Regions from separate parts of the Rattus norvegicus genome. Here region 2 is linked to region 1. Evidence: chromatin contacts called from public Hi-C data. All regions are on one chromosome and are shown on one strand. Each heading gives the region's core, a stretch centred on a gene start, on an enhancer-like site or on the middle of the called end of the contact. The rest is flanking DNA. Distances are from core to core; before and after follow the strand shown.

The links. Hi-C and Micro-C count contacts between places; a contact is called where the count stands out from the background.
Region 2: a Hi-C map of frontal cortex shows a contact between it and region 1, with 2.3 times the contacts expected there. The contact joins the enhancer-like site here to the promoter of Bcl11b in region 1. A contact is called at or near these places in 3 of 12 Hi-C or Micro-C datasets (Schwann cells, frontal cortex and mammary epithelial cells).

The regions. Positions count from the first base shown.
Region 1 is chr6:132,689,610-132,692,810 of GRCr8, forward strand. It overlaps Bcl11b (BCL11 transcription factor B), which reads right to left and starts at 1,493. Exons shown (of 4, transcript NM_001277287.1): 1 at 1,436-1,493. The coding sequence starts at 1,493.
Region 2 is chr6:132,788,631-132,791,831 of GRCr8, forward strand. Setd3 (SET domain containing 3, actin N3(tau)-histidine methyltransferase) reads right to left here. Exons shown (of 13, transcript NM_001346470.1): 12 at 844-1,004; 13 at 1-117. Among named protein-coding and RNA genes, the nearest start is that of Setd3, 64 kb to the right of the region's middle. Within about 2 kb of position 1,616, at least 38 of the 93 cell types and tissues checked have an H3K27ac peak or open chromatin away from gene starts, as enhancers often do. A contact at or near this core is called in Schwann cells, where this site is marked.

The DNA of each region.
Region 1 (3,201 bases), core at 243-2,742:
CTGCGGTAACAAAGGAGAGATGGGAACAGCAATAGCTTCGAGCAGATGGCTCCTGTGCTGGGTTGGAGGGGAGGGGAGAGCCCCTTTATATATTTATTTATTTATTTAAATTCTTTAAAATATAACATAAATATTCGGCTCTCGACTGCAGGGCAGTCAGTCCTCAGCGGCGGCCCGTCATTCACAGGCTTCTCCAGCTCCAGCGCGGGGAGCCCGGCCCCAACGCAGTGAGGTGAGCGAAGAATTGCAAGATTACAACCTGCCTGAGGTCTCGATGGCACCCAGAGGAAATTTTATTTCTATTGCAATAAAAAAAATAATAAATAAAAAGCAACCGCAACCAAAAGAGAAAAAAAAAAAACCCGCGGGGAGAGACTCGCGCTGGCTGCGGCCAGGGCGTCCCAGAGCTCTGCAAGCCGACCTCGCTGGTGGCAGCGCCGGGACCCGGCGGGTTCCGGGAGAACTGTGTACCTGCGCGGCTCGCGCTGGCGTTTTCTTTTCTAAACGAACCCAGCTGGGGCGTTGGAAGCCGCTGAGTGTCTGCCCTGCTGCCTGACTTTGCCAGCCCCGCCACTTGCTTGAAATCCGGCGGATTTGCACTGCGACCTGCCTTGTTTATTTAGATGGGGAAGATGAAAGATACAGAGATAGAGAGATGGATAAGAGGATGATAGGTATTTTCTCCCCTTCCTTTTTTTTTTCTCCTCTTCATTTTTACTGTTACAAGAGCATCCCTCTTTTCCCACTCATGACTCTTTTTTTTAACTCGTGGCGGGGATTTTTTTTCACCAACCCAAAACCTCCCCCCACACCTTTTTTTTTTTTTTGAGTTGGGGGGGAAAGAAGACAAGACCGTCCCAGGAGACGGAGGTGGGGAAATGAGGAGGGGGTGCTCCAGCCCAGCAAACAGCTGCGCAGCTGGATTCTTTTGCAAATAGCGAGAGGAGGGGAGGGGACGGCGGCTTCGGAATCCTAGCAGCGGCGCGGTCGGCGCCCTGCCTGGCGGGGCGCAGCGACCGGGAACCCGAAGCCCGCGGCTACCCCTTTACCCTGCGGGTCCTCGGGTCCAGGGCTCACTCGGGGCTCCGTCCGCCCGCTTCTCCGAGCGCGGACCCACGCGCTCGCCAACTTTTCCCGGTTCCCCCTCCCCCTCCGCTCCCCGGCCCCCTCCCCCTCCTCTCCAAACCCCGCCACCAGCGCCGCCGCCGCCACACACGCCGCTTGGAGGGCCGAGCGTCCAGCCGGGCTCGGCGCGCACAGCCGCCTGCAAGCCCGCGCACCCCCTCCCCGGCCCGGAGCCCGCGGCGGCTGCCCCCGGCTGCAGAGAAACTTTCCCAGAGCCCCACGCTCGGCCTCTGAGCCCGGTTTGGTGTCCCCAGCCCCGGGCGCCCGGAGCCCCAGCCGCCGGCCCCTCGCGCGTGCGGCGGACACTTACGCGTGATGAGTTCCCTCTGGGACAAGTGCTGCGGGTTGCCCTGTTTGCGGCGGGACATTGCCCCGGCATCTATTCTGGCATCGCCCGGAAAGCTGCACAGATGCGGGCCGGGGAGGGGGTCTGAGCCGCCGCCGCCGCCGCCGCGCCTCCTCCTCCGCCCGGGTTGGTGCCTCTGCCCTTCCTCTCTTCCTCCTCTTCTTCTTCTTCTTCGTCTTTATTTTGCTTTTTCTTCTGGGCTGTGTTTTTGTTTTTGTTTTTGCAAAAAGAAAAAAGAAAAAGCCAGGAAGATGGCTTGCTCTAAAATAGAGAAAGGCTAAAATAAATTATAAAGCTGCTGTTGCTCGCCGCGGGCTGGCCGGTTTCTTTAAAAATATATTCTTTTGGAGGAAAAATATCTCTCACACTTCTTCAAAGTGCTTGGCCTCTTAGACTTGTAAATGTCTTCTTGAAGTTACGCCGGGTTTTGCACCGGCCTCTGACACTTTTCTTTCGGGGTCTGGTAGGTGGAACGCGCACTTCCACCCAAGGGGAGGGGGGAGGAAAAATGCAAACAAATTTCAAAAAAGCAAAAAAAAAAAAAAAGGCAAAGAAAACTTGGGGACTTGTCTCGTACCCCCTCACCCCGCCCCCTCAAAAAACCCGAAAGCAATGAAAAACTGCCTTGGTTCGGTTCTTTCTGGGTTTTCTGCGCGCTGCCTGCTTTTTTTCTTTCTCGGAGGCTGACCCCTCCGAGGCTCTGGGGGACTCCGGGAGCGGCTCCTTCCCGGGTCACCTGGCAGGCTGGCGCCGGCCGGAGGGGCTGCGGGTCCCCGCGTGCGCTCCCCAGCGCTGCCCGGCGCCGCCGGCCCAGGGGGAGCGGGACTGCGGGGCGGCTCGCCCAATGCGCCCGGGTCGGTGCGGGCGTGGACGGGAGCTATAGATTGCAACGTGAAGATGGCGGAGTCCGGGTTCTCCGGGAGCTCTCGGTCTCTCTGTGGCTGGGGCTGCCTCTGTACAATGGGATAAAATTCAAGTTCAAGTGCGGACGTGACGTTTAATCTGCTCTAGAGACAAAAAGACCCAGAGAGTCGGAGCACTGGGGGCGACTAGCGGTGGCTTTTTAACATTGTACCCTGTAAGAGAACAAGAAAGCACACACCGAGACACGCGCGCGCGCACTCACACACACTCGCCAGTGCGCACACCCGCAACCCAGGCCGGCCACACGTGCAAACTACTGTTTTTGTGAGCTGGTCTTATCACCGAGCACCGGCTTCGCAAAAGTGGGGGTGGGGGGGAGTAAATAAAATAAAATCTTGTCCCCACTCACTCTTCCTCCCCCGGGAGCCGGACTCCCTGAGAAAGGGGGCGGAGTGCTGTGTGAGTAACTGAGGTACACTGAGTCCAAGTAAGTCTAAACCCACCCACTCAAGAAGGAGGGCTGGAAATCGGGGGGGGGGGGGAGACTGAGGCGACAGATACAATTGTTTTACTTCACTCCCTGGAAAAGTAGTTACAGTTGGTTTTACTTATTTGGGAAGGGGGGTATTTTATAGAAACTTCCAAAAAGTGTCTCCATATAAACCGGAGGGGGGGGCGGTTGGTTGTCTTAAATAACAAAATAAAATATACTAAGGGGGCACAGTTGGGGGGGGTTGCGTTTTGTTTGAATTCCATTCCAGAAGGGTTCTTCGCCTTTCTGGGCCCCATTAACTCCTAGGGGGGTCAAGCGTTGCCCCGCCCCCACCCCCTAGTCTCCTTGGGAAGCACGCGCTAGAGGGACGGGG
Region 2 (3,201 bases), core at 366-2,865, 99 kb after region 1:
GTTCATGGCTGCACTCTTCACTGCTTTTTCCAAAATCTCCTTCTCACCCAAGCGCAATTTGATGGCCATCGTGGCACGGACAGAGAGGTCAGGGTTTTTCAAGACAGTCTTATCTTCCTGGGGGGGCGAGAGACATCAAGTTAATGACAAGAACTCTAAATTGTCGAAGCAGCACCAAGCTGCAGCTCAGCCTGAGAGGGTAAGGTGCTAACAGCTTTTAAACTGAGGCTTCACATCGCCGAATGACCCAACACTTCCAGCAAAACTGCAGCTGACTCAGGGCTCTTGTTACAGTAAGTCCGTACTCTCAAAACAGAGCTAAGGCCAAGTTAAATGGAGCCAACACAGAATGGAGGGCATCACTTGCGTTCATCTCTGTGATTGGAGCCCCATGTGGGCCTAGAGTGAAGGCTAAAAATTAAAAAAGAAGAGAGAAACAAGTCTTCCAGCCAGGCCTGGTGACAGCCTGTAATCTCAGCTAGTCAGGAGACTGTCAGCATGGTGATAAGTTCGAGGCCTGGATGACTTTAGTGACACTCTGTCTTGAAAATAGGACGGGGGTTTGGCTGTACGACAAGCCTCTGTATGCTGGTGCACAGGAGAGAGAAAGAGCTGAGGGAGGGATGGGGGATAGGAGGGGAAGAAAAGCTTATATTTGTGGTATCATGAATTAAAGATAGTTTTTAAAAGTACTAACTGTGTAAAATTTATCAAGTGCTATTAAAATCAACATGATAAACTGTGAAACACTGGCACCAAATAAGGAATGTCACATATACATTGCTGAGAATCAGAATGAAGGACTAGAAACATGCCAAGCATGATCTTCATTCATCTAATTACCTCAATTGTCGTTTTATATGTTTTTAAAAGAAGTGAGGCTCTATCTTCCAGAAATGTCCAAAGTTTGACCTCATTGTCCCAGCTGACAGGAAACTCCGAGTTCCCCAGAGTGAAGATCCTGTCAATGGCGCTGTCCCCTAGCAAGTGCTCTTTCAGCTCCTCTACAAGAGACACACATAGCAGTCAGTCGGGAAGGCAGCACAGCTCACTCTGACAAGCCGTCCGTCCTCTATGTCCCCCAGCACAGTCTTCCAGGCTCTCTGAGCAGAGGCACAGCTAAGTTCCAGGCCAGGAGGTCAAGTGAGGCCTCCCTGAAAGGCAGTACTGACTCATGCCCAACTCAGAGAGGGACACTGAGAGCCTTGAGACAGGCTCGGAAGACTATGTCTGAAGACATCTATGGCCACACCCTCACTATGACAGAACTGTTCTTGCTAGCCCTGGAGTAAAGACCTCACCTTACCAACTGGTGTCAAGGACACCGAGGAGGAAGGAACAGCTCAGGTTGAGTCCTGGGTCCTTCTAGAGGTCCCAGCTTCACCACATGGCAGCTCACAACCATCTGTGCCTCTAGTTCCAGGATAGTCAACGCTTTCTTCTGGCCTCTGTGGCCACTGCACACACATGGTATGCAGACAGACATACGGGCACACATACATAAATAAGATAAAATAACATCTTAAAGATACTGGGAGCCACTGTCGTCCTGGTAACTACACACGTAAGCCAAAGATGGAGAAGCAAGTACATGGACTGTAGAAACCTGACTCAAAGAAAAGTGAGTCAGTCTCAGTCAGAGTCAGCCTGCCTGCCCCCCTCCCAGCTTCTCTCCCTCTCCCTCGCTCGCTCTCAGCAATCTAAACCACACAGAAACACAGCCTCTCAATACCTTACAGATCTGTGTAAGAAGAATAACTCAGCAATGGCTCTGAGCGTTCCTCTCCTGCCCATCCTGTTCAGTTCAACAAACACACCCAAGCTTCTTATGTAACTGTGAGACAGTCTCTCTTTCAGAGCTAAATGCCCTACAGCTGTCACTATTTACAATTCAAATCGGGAGCTGTGCTGCCAGCAAACCAAACTTTATTAGTATTAGTTGGAGTGGTTCACAGACTCCATCGATTGATTGTCTGTGACGACTGAGAAGACAAACTGTCTTCTGAGAAGAAACTACAGAACAGCACCAAACACAAGAGATTTTTAAAAAGGGCATGTTATCTGATGTTTTAAAAATGACTATCTAGTTCCAAGGTAAAATTCAGGCTTAACCTTTCATAGAGATAAAGATATTTAAAAAAAAAAAAAAAAAAAAAAAAAGCTTCTTTAGAAACAGAAATTTCTTTCCAGAAGTTTCCAGTTCTGAGCCACTGCCATCACTGTTCCTGGCCTCCCAGCGCCATGGCTGCAGACAAGCCATACAAAGCAGCCACTGGCCTGACCTAGACACCAAACCTTTCTTGTCCCTGTCATCCTTTCCCCAGAGGTTCCCGGGCCCAAGGTGGCCTGAGTCTCTCTTGCTGAGTAAGGGCAGTCCCCTGCCTGTGTCTACAGGGAATACCTCATCCTACTCTTCCCCCTACCTTCCCCCCACCATCACCACATGCAAATACACCAAGAATTGCCCCATGAATTCTATCAGTTGCACATCAGCAGGAACATGGGACTGTCTGGGACAGGGACTCTGGAAGTAGCTAGGTTGGCTCTGGGTCAAGGCCACCAGTCATTAGCTGAGCAGCCCTTTTCTCACTCTTCACACTCTGAACTGGAGACTCCACCAGCGTGATAGGAAGCACCTTACAAGGCACAAGATAAAAACACAGGAAGCACCGTGTAGAACACTGGGCATGGCACAAGCTACAGGGACTGCCATTACCAGCGTTCCTCCCCCGCCCCACCCCCCTAGATTCCTTGCTCATTAAATATAGAAGAAAATACCACAGACCACCCTAGCCTGTACACAGAAAAGTTTCTGTGTGATGGAAGGTGCTTGCTCTTCAGGGACAGCTACCCTGTCTCACTCTGGTTCCCGATAGCTTCGTCTCTACTGTCTACACTCTAGGACTAAGTTCTTGTACACTCAGGCTTCCTGTCAAGCCCTGAACCCACAAGAGATGGGGACAGCAGGGACAGCCACCTATCCATGGCTGCAATGACTGCTTTAGCCAGCTGCACTTCCCTAACACTTAGGTGGCTTTGTTCTAGAAAAACATTTAACTGTTCAGTAAATCATTTATTCTCTAGCCCAGCCATTCTGTGTAGGGTTGAAGGTAGTATAAAACAACAGGCCCCAGCACGGATGAAAGCCCCAGACCAGCAACTGGGCACACAGTCGAGGGTGTGAACAAAAGCTCGAGCTCA